Linked DNA regions of Danio rerio: region 1 is linked to region 2. Evidence: chromatin contacts called from public Micro-C data. All regions are on one chromosome and are shown on one strand. Each heading gives the region's core, a stretch centred on a gene start, on an enhancer-like site or on the middle of the called end of the contact. The rest is flanking DNA. Distances are from core to core; before and after follow the strand shown. Region 1 holds the start of ccnk (cyclin K). Region 2 holds the start of lgals8a (galectin 8a).

Region 1 (4,694 bases), core at 765-3,264, 290 kb after region 2:
GCATTCAACAGACTAACATGACAGTGCATTGCTGTAGAGGACAAATAAAACACGAGACAGGTGTTTAGAAAGAGTATAGTTTATTTAGATTGACATGCAAACAAGACAAACTTTCAGAAAACAACCCGGAAACATTATAACGCGCGCACTCGTGAATATAACCCGCGGTTGTCTTCAAAAGTCCTTCTTTGCTCAACAGCTTAGCTGAAAAACAAAGCAAAACATTACAACAGTCCGACAAAAAGCAAAGAGCATAGAATCACCAAGAGGCGACACTCTACAATTTGGAAAACAATAACGCGCTTTTTGAATAAATTAAGTAAAAACAAAGCAGCAGCTTTCAATCGCGACAGCAATGAGATCCAATGGACGGCCGATCGCGATCACTTCAAAATGGCGGAATCCGGGGCTGTTGCTCTTGGTCATTCTAAGCTCTTAGCATAAAGTTAAATCATAACAGTTACCATGGTGTCTATTTCAAACTACAGTAAACTAAAGTTTGAAACTATAGTTTAAAATAGACGATGAGTGGGCCTCGCTACTCCCACCCACCATAACCCTCGCAGCGAGGTCCCACTACCGGCCCCCCGTGTTTCCCTGAGGGTCCTCGGGGGTTGTTTGTTCCCTGCCTAGGGCTCAAAGGTCGCCTCGCCCCAGGGAGTGCACGAGAAAACCGGGCGCCAGGCCGTGCCAGTATTCACTGGATGTTGCTCGGCGGCACATTTCGAGCAACAAACACGTAATATTCCTTGCGATGTTGCGTTTATGTACCGAGTGAAGCTTCAGGAAGCGGACTTCGTGAGATTGGCGTGGCTCCACTCGCAAAGTCGGTATTGAACTCACCTTGGTCAAGTTCAAACAGCAACACTGAGCGAACTGACAAGGCTGACAGAGAGCACACGAGCTTTATAGGAATGCATATGCAAATTTTTACAAGGCACGTAAAAACTGCTGTTGCGTTGTCATGGCGAACGCTGAAGAGGGCTCATCTGATTGGAGCACACAGACTCGTGAATCTGCGTCACGGCGAATTGCCGTCTGCAGTACACAAAAATATATTAAATATATTCAATATATATTTTTTTACATTTCTGGTGCTGTGTAATATTCTGGGATGCAGTAGAATATGGAGACAGATGAATATAATTGGCTATATGCCGAGCAAGTGTTGTTCCCATATACTTATAAACTTCCGGTGACCGGTTAGTGTGAGTTTTTTCCATTTTATACGGTTCCTTTTACAGCATTCATGTTGTAATGTAATTAAAATACATTCAGTTAAATAAACTTTGGCATTCATTTAGTTGTTCAAGCGTAAAACGAGACAAAAGGCCTTTTACTCGCACTCGCCCGTCAGAATCGGCAGGATAGCGCAGACGCTCCATTGAATATACTGGGTTAAATATATGCTCATATTATAAAGACATGGCGGGGAAAATGTCATTTAATGCAGTGCTTCTAGTACAATCCGAGACCCACTTCATATCGGAAATCACTCAGCCAGTGGAGATCGCTGATTTTTAAAGAAAACTGACCTTAAAAACGTGCAGCTTTTTCCTTTGGCATACAGTTCGCCGGAAGCGCTTAACCCAGGTTACTGGCAAATTAAAAGTCCCATTAGCATGCTTCCAGAATGTCTTTCGAAAAAGAGTACGGGTTTAACCCCGGCATCCTGGCCAAATTTATCCACTGGCCTCTGTCCATCATGGCCCTTGGGTTGACTTTTCCGATTTCATTAAAAAATTCTTATTTCCAAACTTCTGTATTTCCCCAAAAAATGTATTATTTGGTCACTCTCTGAGTGTAGATCTTTCTCATTTTAAATCAATTATTGATTTTTTGCTTTTTTTAAAAACAAAATTTCACATCCATAAATGTAAATTTTCAAAGAAACACCCGTACTTTTTTATTTTCAGAAAGGACTTTGAAATGTATGTTCTCCAGGCCTGCAGATGTCGCTTCAGGTGGTTTGAACGACGCACGAGCGCTGCTTTGAAGTACAGAGGAAGACGTGCTGTAAATGGCTGCCTCCATGTCGTGAATGTGAGACCGACAACGATTAACGTTTTATTCGTCTCCCCAGTTTACTAAGGACATAAACGTGCCATATATCGCAAAGGTAAGACTATTTTATAGTTACTTATTGTTTATAATTCGAAGGATGAGTAATTACTCGGTTTGAAACCGATCGCTTTGAAATCGCTTCCCTCTCAGTTTATTAATGTCATCGTAAATTGATGAATGAAGGATCAAACAGCTCCATTTAAATTAACAGCATATTTACTGGAGAACACGGTTATATTAGTCACGTGATGTTATGAGTGGTCTGGGATGTATGATATATTTGGTATTTAATTGTCTGTGTTCTCTCACGAAGCAAATGATTGACATGTTTGAACTTTCAATAGATTATATAACTTATTTTTTTGCAAATTTAAGAAACGTGTGCCTTAATCATGCTGATGCACAAATTACGACATTTTATCTTATTTATTGTGAATTCCCAAACAATACCCATTGAACTATAACTGAATGCGATAATAATATAACTGAGCTATTTCAAATCTGTCAAAATTCACCCCAAATTAAACAAGACGCTTAGAATAAATAAACCCTATTTGTAGCATTATTTTCGTTTTTATAGCTGTAATTAATCCAGAAGAAAAGTTTTTGACATAATATATATGTGTGTATTGTGTATACATGCATGCATATCTTTGAGTAATCATATATAGTTCATCAAAAAATGAAAATTCTGTCTTCATTTACTCGCCCTTCACGTGTTACAAACCTGTTTGGATTTCTTAATTCCGTTCGACAGAAAAAGAGATATTTTGAAAAATGTTGTAAGCCGGTAACCATTGACCTCCATAGTATTTGTTTTCCCTGTTATGAAGGTCAATGGTTACCAGTTTTCAGCTTTCTTCTGAACCATCTTTTTTGTTTAACAGAATTACGAAAGAAACTCATAAAAGTGAGAGTAGAGTCCCAAATTTCAACATCGTTTGGCAAAATTCACCCAGTGCACTTTTAAGAAGTAACCAACTAGCTGTTGTTTTTAGCCTTTTGCAGTTCAGACTGATTTGCGGTTTGGCATCAGCCGTCACTTCCTTCCAAATGAAGGACGGCAAGGAGAACTCCAACGCCACCTTCGGAAGCTTCACCACAAATCTGGACCACACCAAGCCATGCTGGTACTGGGACAAGAAGGATCTGGCCCACACCCCGTCCCAGTCAGACCTGGACCCAGCCACAGAAGCGCGGTACAGACGAGAGGGAGCCAGGTTCATCTTCGATGTCGGAACACGTTTGGGATTGTATCCTTCAATGCTGCTATTTGTAGACTGATCTAAAGATGTTGTGTGTTTATTTATTGATTTAGACTGAATAAGGCTGAAGTTTAAATGGTGTGATGATTTCCATTTGGACCTTAACCATTTTTTAAGACATTATGACACCCTGGCGACAGGAATAACATACTTTCATCGGTTTTATATGTTTCATTCTTTCAAACAGTTCCCCCGATATGTAAGTACAAGCTGTTGTTGAAAGATATTTTTTTTTACTGTTTACATTTTTAAGGAATTGCTCACCCTCCTCTTGTTTCAGAGTTTTTTTCCTCTGTAAAACACAAAAGGAGATATTTAGAATAACATTGAAAACTGGTAACATTGACTGCCGTAGTATTTCTTTTGGTACCTACAATAGAAGTCTACCTTAAACTTCATTCATTCATTCATTTTCTTGTCGGCTTAGTCCCTTTATGATGCTGCGTTCACAACAGACGAGGTACGCGCGTCAAGCGTGACTGATTTACATGTTAAGTCAATGCAAACGCGCAAATAGACATCCTGCGGCGTGATACACGCGAATGGCGCGGAGCGAATGACACAAATAGCGCGAATGGCGCGGTGCGAATGGCGCGATACGCCCGAGGCGATTTGAGCGTTTTGCACATTTGACGCGCTTAACGAGCGTTTCGCGAGAATCTTTCGAGTTCGAAAATCTGAACTTCAGCGGACATTCGCGCAGCGTTAACCAATCAGGAGCTTGCTCTTGTGGGGGCGTGATTGTGACGTAGAACCTGTTGATGGTGTCCCAGGGGACATCCTCCAGGCGACAGCGACAGCGACAACAAGACATCAAACTGGGCTTGGCTCAGTCAGAAGCACCGCTGAAAGCCTCCGTGATCCAGGTTCAGTTTCTGGAGGAGTTTATGAGCTCACAGAGCAGGATGCACCTCTGAAAGGATGCAGTGGACTCAGACACGACCCTAAACGTATTGACGCTGTTTTTCAGTCTCCATAAAGCACATTAACACTGTTATTTTCTTAATAAAATCCATGTTAGCCATTTAGCTATGAAGCTAGAGTCACCGGGCAGACAGAAGCCCTGCCCATCACGCGAATCCGCGTCTGTTCTGAAGAGCATTAATCTGGGGTCGCCACAGCGGAACCACCAACTTATCCAGCAAGTTTTTATGCAGCGGATGCCCTTCCAGCCGCAACCCATCTCTGGGAAACATCCACACACACATTCACACACACTCATACACTACGGGCAGTTTAGCCTACCCAATTCACCTGTACTGCATGTCTTTGGACTGTGGGGGAAACCAGAGCACCCGGAGTAAACCCACACGAAGGCAGGGAGAACATGCAAACTCCACACAGAAACGCCAACTGAGCTGAGAT
Region 2 (4,822 bases), core at 2,019-4,518:
AACATTTGGAAAAAAGTAAGGCCATTGGGTTCCGTATCCAACCCATCCGGGAAATGCCCAGGGAAGACCTACATAATCAGATCATTTAAATCAACTCAAATTTCTTTGAGCTCTATATTACTTTTGCCCTTAATAATAAAAATGGAAAATGCAGCTTGGAACAAACGGATTACCGATCAGCTTAATGTTTGGATTTCTTTTCTTGGCTTCCTTCATAAGCCACCACTCGTATCCACGGAAAAAATTCCCCTCATCCTTACTGTGCATGTGAGAGGGTTCTGTGCCATCTGCAGAAAAGACATGCAACATTAGATTAGTCTTGTTTCTAGTCCTAATATCTAAAAATTGTTAAATCAGGAAGCATTTTCTAGACAAGCGAAACTATAGTCTTGTTTTAAGTGAAGTTTATTTATAAACAAATTTCGAGAGGATCACGTGCTTATGATTGTTCACAGCTGTTCCAACTTTAGCTAATGACTGATTATCCTATCAGACGATCCTTAACTCACTATAAATATCCAGAGTTTTCTCATCTCAATATCTTCGTCTTGAAGAACCCCCCCACCCAACCCTACTTTCCCTCCTTTCAAACGGGCGTCCCGGTGGCCAGCGATTAGCGCTGCTGCCTCACAGCAAGAATGCCCCTGGTTTAATTCCTTTCCAAACCAGACGGCATTTCTGTGCGCAGTTTGCTCATTCTCCCCGTGGTTGCGTGGGTTTTCCCCGGGTCCTCCGGTTTCCTCCAACAGTTCAAAAACAAGCAGTCTAAACAATTAATCCAAATACTTTAGCTAAACTCTGAGTACACCTTTCAGCATCCATATCTGACACTTAGCTACAACAAGCAAGAAAGGGAGTCATCGAGATCTACCTGAGCTCAAACTCCCCTCTCGCCTTGCAACGGGAGGGAGCCCAGGGCTCGAGGATCTTATAAGCTCAGGGCTGTCTCCCGGGACAGCACGCCAAACTAGCTTTATTATCAATCATCAGCTAAGTGTGAACTCTTGAAGTAATAATATGACAAAATCAGACGAGTTTTTCCTTAAAGCATGCAAAGTAATCAACCAATGGGGCACGTAAAATAATCAAATTTTTCATTTAGGCATGAGCTTACTTTACGAACCACATTGGCAGATTATTTTGCTTGTTTTAAGAATAAAAACTCACTTCATTTTGTCATATTATTACTTAAAACAGTAATAGTTCACTTTCATTCATTTAGCCTTTCAACTGTTTCTAATACACATTGCACTAAACAGGCTTCTTTTGAAACCCTGTCTGGCACAAAATGAAAAGGGTGGAACTTTTGTAAAAAAAACACGGACAACCAGACAGATTATTTGAAATTAGTGTAAATGGGCTTTCCAATCCTTAAAATAGCGTACACATCTTAATCATCAATTTATTTGCCATATACAGTTGAAGTCAGAATTATTAGCCCCCCATTGATTTTTTTTTTCTTTTTTTTTTTTTTTAATATTTCCCAAATTATTTTTAACAGAGCAAGGAAGTTTTCACAGTATGTCTGATAATATTTTTTTTTCTTCTGGAGAAAGTCTTATTTGCTTTATTTCAGCTAGAATAAAATCAGTTTTAATTAAAAAAAAAACATTATTTTCATTAGTTTCAAAATTATTAGTCCCTTAAGCTTTATTTTTTTGAATAGTCTACAGAACAAACCATTGTTGTACAATAACTACCCTAAATACTCTAACCTGCCGAGTTAACCTAACTAACCTAGTTAAGCCTTTAAATGTCACTTTAAGCTGTATAGAAGCTGTCTAGTCAAATATTATTTACTGTCATCATAGAAAAGATAAAATAAATCAGTTATTAGAAATGAGATATTAAAACTGTTATGTTTGGAAATGTGCCTAAAAAAAATAAACAGGGGCTAATGATTCAGGTAATTCACTAACATGAAAACTAACTAACCTAACTGACCACACAGGCAAGGTGAACCTAACTTCCTGTTGTTTTTTGTCTACTTCAGCATGTTAGTACCACATGATTCATGTCATATGACTGACATACATTGTTTTTAAAGAACCAGTGAAGGAGTTAAACTATTGCTTTCTATGAAATAACAATAAAATGTTACAGAAAACTAACCAATAAGCTTTCAATTTCAAGACAATTTTCTGAATTAGGTATTCTCTTCAGAACAACTGCATAACCCTGATATATTTTATGTTTTATCCTTGATTTATACTCAAATCAAAAACTTGGTTGTTTATTTTAATGTCTTTTGGATAATTTGATATACCTAAAAAGCTATAGACAGTCAGGTATGCAAAACAGAAGGGAAAATACACAGAAAATACTTTGCTTCACCTGTGGTTTGAGCATCGCCTCCTATTTCTACCTTGAGGATGTGAAGTGAAGCTCCAAAGTTGGGCTAAATAAAACCAAACCCACATATATAACACATTAAAAATAACGTATGGTTATTATAAAATACATCATTAATAAAAAATTACTAAAACAAATGACTAAATACTTTGAATAAGTAATCCAATATCTGACTCCGATAGGGTTCTTCATAATTGACAAGAAGTCGAGAAGTGGCCTGTAAACAAACAAACAAACAAAGAGTTAATCAACAACTGGCCAACTTTTGACAGACACATTAAACTTGTGAACATGACTTACTCCTCCACCACTTAAGCCCCCTATTCCATCAAACTCCCGCCCTAAACCAATCCGATCATCTATAACATAAAACTGAGCCGAACATCCGATAATGACGGAGATTATGCACAGAAAATTGTGCGTTTGCATGATTTGACTGGAGTTTCAATGAACTGCGGCTGAAGTCTGTCATGAGGATGTTTATGATTACCAGCAGCTATTACTTCCGCGTCATGTGCTCATATTGATATACACGCGAGACGCATGATAATCAGTCATTAGAAAAGAAACGCAATCACGCAATGGTGTATAATCATAAATACTTAGTTTGCAGTTCGTTTTTTTAACGTCCATGTCTTTTCTATTTCTGCTTTTCAAGCGTAAAAACTACAAAATCATAAATCGTCACGTCGCTTCACAAGAAAGCGCCATGATTGGTCGGTAAGTATAGCGCACTTTGATTGGCCCTAGGCTTTCATAACATCGCAATTCATTGATCGCTGAACGCGTCGCGGTTTAATCTCTCAATGATTGGCTCCTAAACGCGTCGCGCTCATAATGCTCATCATTGATTGGCTTTTAAACGCGTCGAACTCGCATCTCTCATTATTGATTGGCCACCAAACGCGTCGTTCTCATTCTAGGAAGTGAAAGCGCAGAAAGCGTTTCTATTTTCTTCCTCAGCTAGTGATTAACTCGTAATAACAGCGTATAATAGACTTTCTGAACGGCGTTGCAAAGATGTCGGTCGCAAATCCGAAACAGACCATAACGAATCCAGTAAGTTTATCTTAACTTTGTTTGCTTACAGGCGGATGTATATGATATGACGGGGGTCATATTTGATAATGTGTCATCTGTCTGTGGTGTTTGGATAAACACGTGTATATTGAAAACGTATAAGGTAGAATAAATGTTGTCTGTTTGTCTCATTCTTATCATTTTTGTCTGTAGACGATTCCTTATATTGGTACCATCCTGGGAGGACTTCAACCCGGCGAGATGGTGCTCATTCAGGGCACTGTGCCCAGTGGTTCTGACAGGTGACAACTTAAAAGGATCGATTTTGGCTTCACGTTTAAAGGATCCTTTCCATCCAGTAATTCAGTAAAATTGAGGTGGAAGGGAACATTTCTTTTCATGGGTGGAAATTGTACTACTACAAATTGCAATATGAGATAACAGGGGTGCTCAATCCTGTTCCTGGAGAGCTACCTTCTTGCAGATTTCAGTTGCTACCCATATCTTGGCCACTTTTATTGGCCCTCGTTTTTTTTTTTTTTTTTATTAATTAAAAAAAACATAAAAAGCTGTTTTTATTCTAGCAAAAATAAAACAAATTAGACTTTCTCCTGAAGAAAAAATATTATCAGACATACTGTGAAAATTTCCTTGCTCTGTTAAATATCATTTGGGAACTTTTAAGAAAGAAAAAAAATATTAAAGGGGGGCTAATAAATCTGACCTCAACTGTATATACGGAAGTGGAAGTGTGGAAAGCCTTTATATTTTCTTCCATGCATAGTGATCGATTAGCAAAATTGTTTGTAATGTTAAACAGGGTGCAACAACAGAGTATTCGTTTGTTAGGGTGAATATAAGGAGACATTTAAATCATTTCCACACAAAAATAAATGTTTTATTTAATTCTGTTTAAATCATTAATACTTTTCTTTAAATTAAGACTGAAAGTCTGGGGTAAAACAATGAAATATATTCATTAAAGAATTCAAAAGTAAATTATGAAGGCATGATTAAGTTTCCAAGGCAATCATACGAAAAAACATACAGTTCATTAATTTTGACCTTGACTGTATATATATATATAAAAAAACTGTTGACAATGCATATCTTTGTTACTGTAGGTTAAACAAACAACTTGCTGTGCATTGATATGACATTTTAAATTTGTCCACAGTTCTGAATAGTCTGATGTTTTGTAGATTTCAAGTTGACCTGACCTGTGGGAGCAGCATGAAGCCTCGGGCAGATGTGGCCTTTCATTTTAATCCTCGCTTCACGCGATCTCCCTACATCGTCTGTAATACACTGCAGAAGGAGCGCTGGGGAAAAGAGGAGATCCACTACCTGATGCCTTTCAGTCACGGCGCTGCCTTTGAAATCATCATACTTGTACAGAAAGACTTGTTCAAGGTTAGAAATCTGAGTTTGTTGTATCATGCCATGTCAT

The links. Hi-C and Micro-C count contacts between places; a contact is called where the count stands out from the background.
Region 1: a Micro-C map of caudal fin shows a contact between it and region 2, with 3 times the contacts expected there. The contact joins the promoter of ccnk here to the promoter of lgals8a in region 2. A contact is called at or near these places in 2 of 18 Hi-C or Micro-C datasets (caudal fin and hematopoietic stem cells) and 1 of 4 datasets of contacts at active chromatin or transcription factors (embryo).

What each region holds. Positions count from the first base shown.
Region 1 is chr20:5,223,103-5,227,796 of GRCz12tu, forward strand. It overlaps ccnk (cyclin K), which reads left to right and starts at 2,015. Exons shown (of 13, transcript NM_001163779.1): 1 at 2,015-2,119; 2 at 3,063-3,317; 3 at 3,447-3,528. The coding sequence starts at 3,118. It overlaps mir7146 (microRNA mir-7146), which reads left to right and starts at 2,817; the gene lies at 2,817-2,945.
Region 2 is chr20:4,935,453-4,940,274 of GRCz12tu, forward strand. It overlaps lgals8a (galectin 8a), which reads left to right and starts at 3,269. Exons shown (of 10, transcript XM_073934048.1): 1 at 3,269-3,411; 2 at 3,586-3,674; 3 at 4,575-4,785. The coding sequence starts at 3,373. galca (galactosylceramidase a) reads right to left here and starts at 2,852. Exons shown (of 17, transcript NM_001005921.1): 1 at 2,653-2,852; 2 at 2,501-2,569; 3 at 2,335-2,398; 4 at 174-287; 5 at 1-68. The coding sequence starts at 2,781.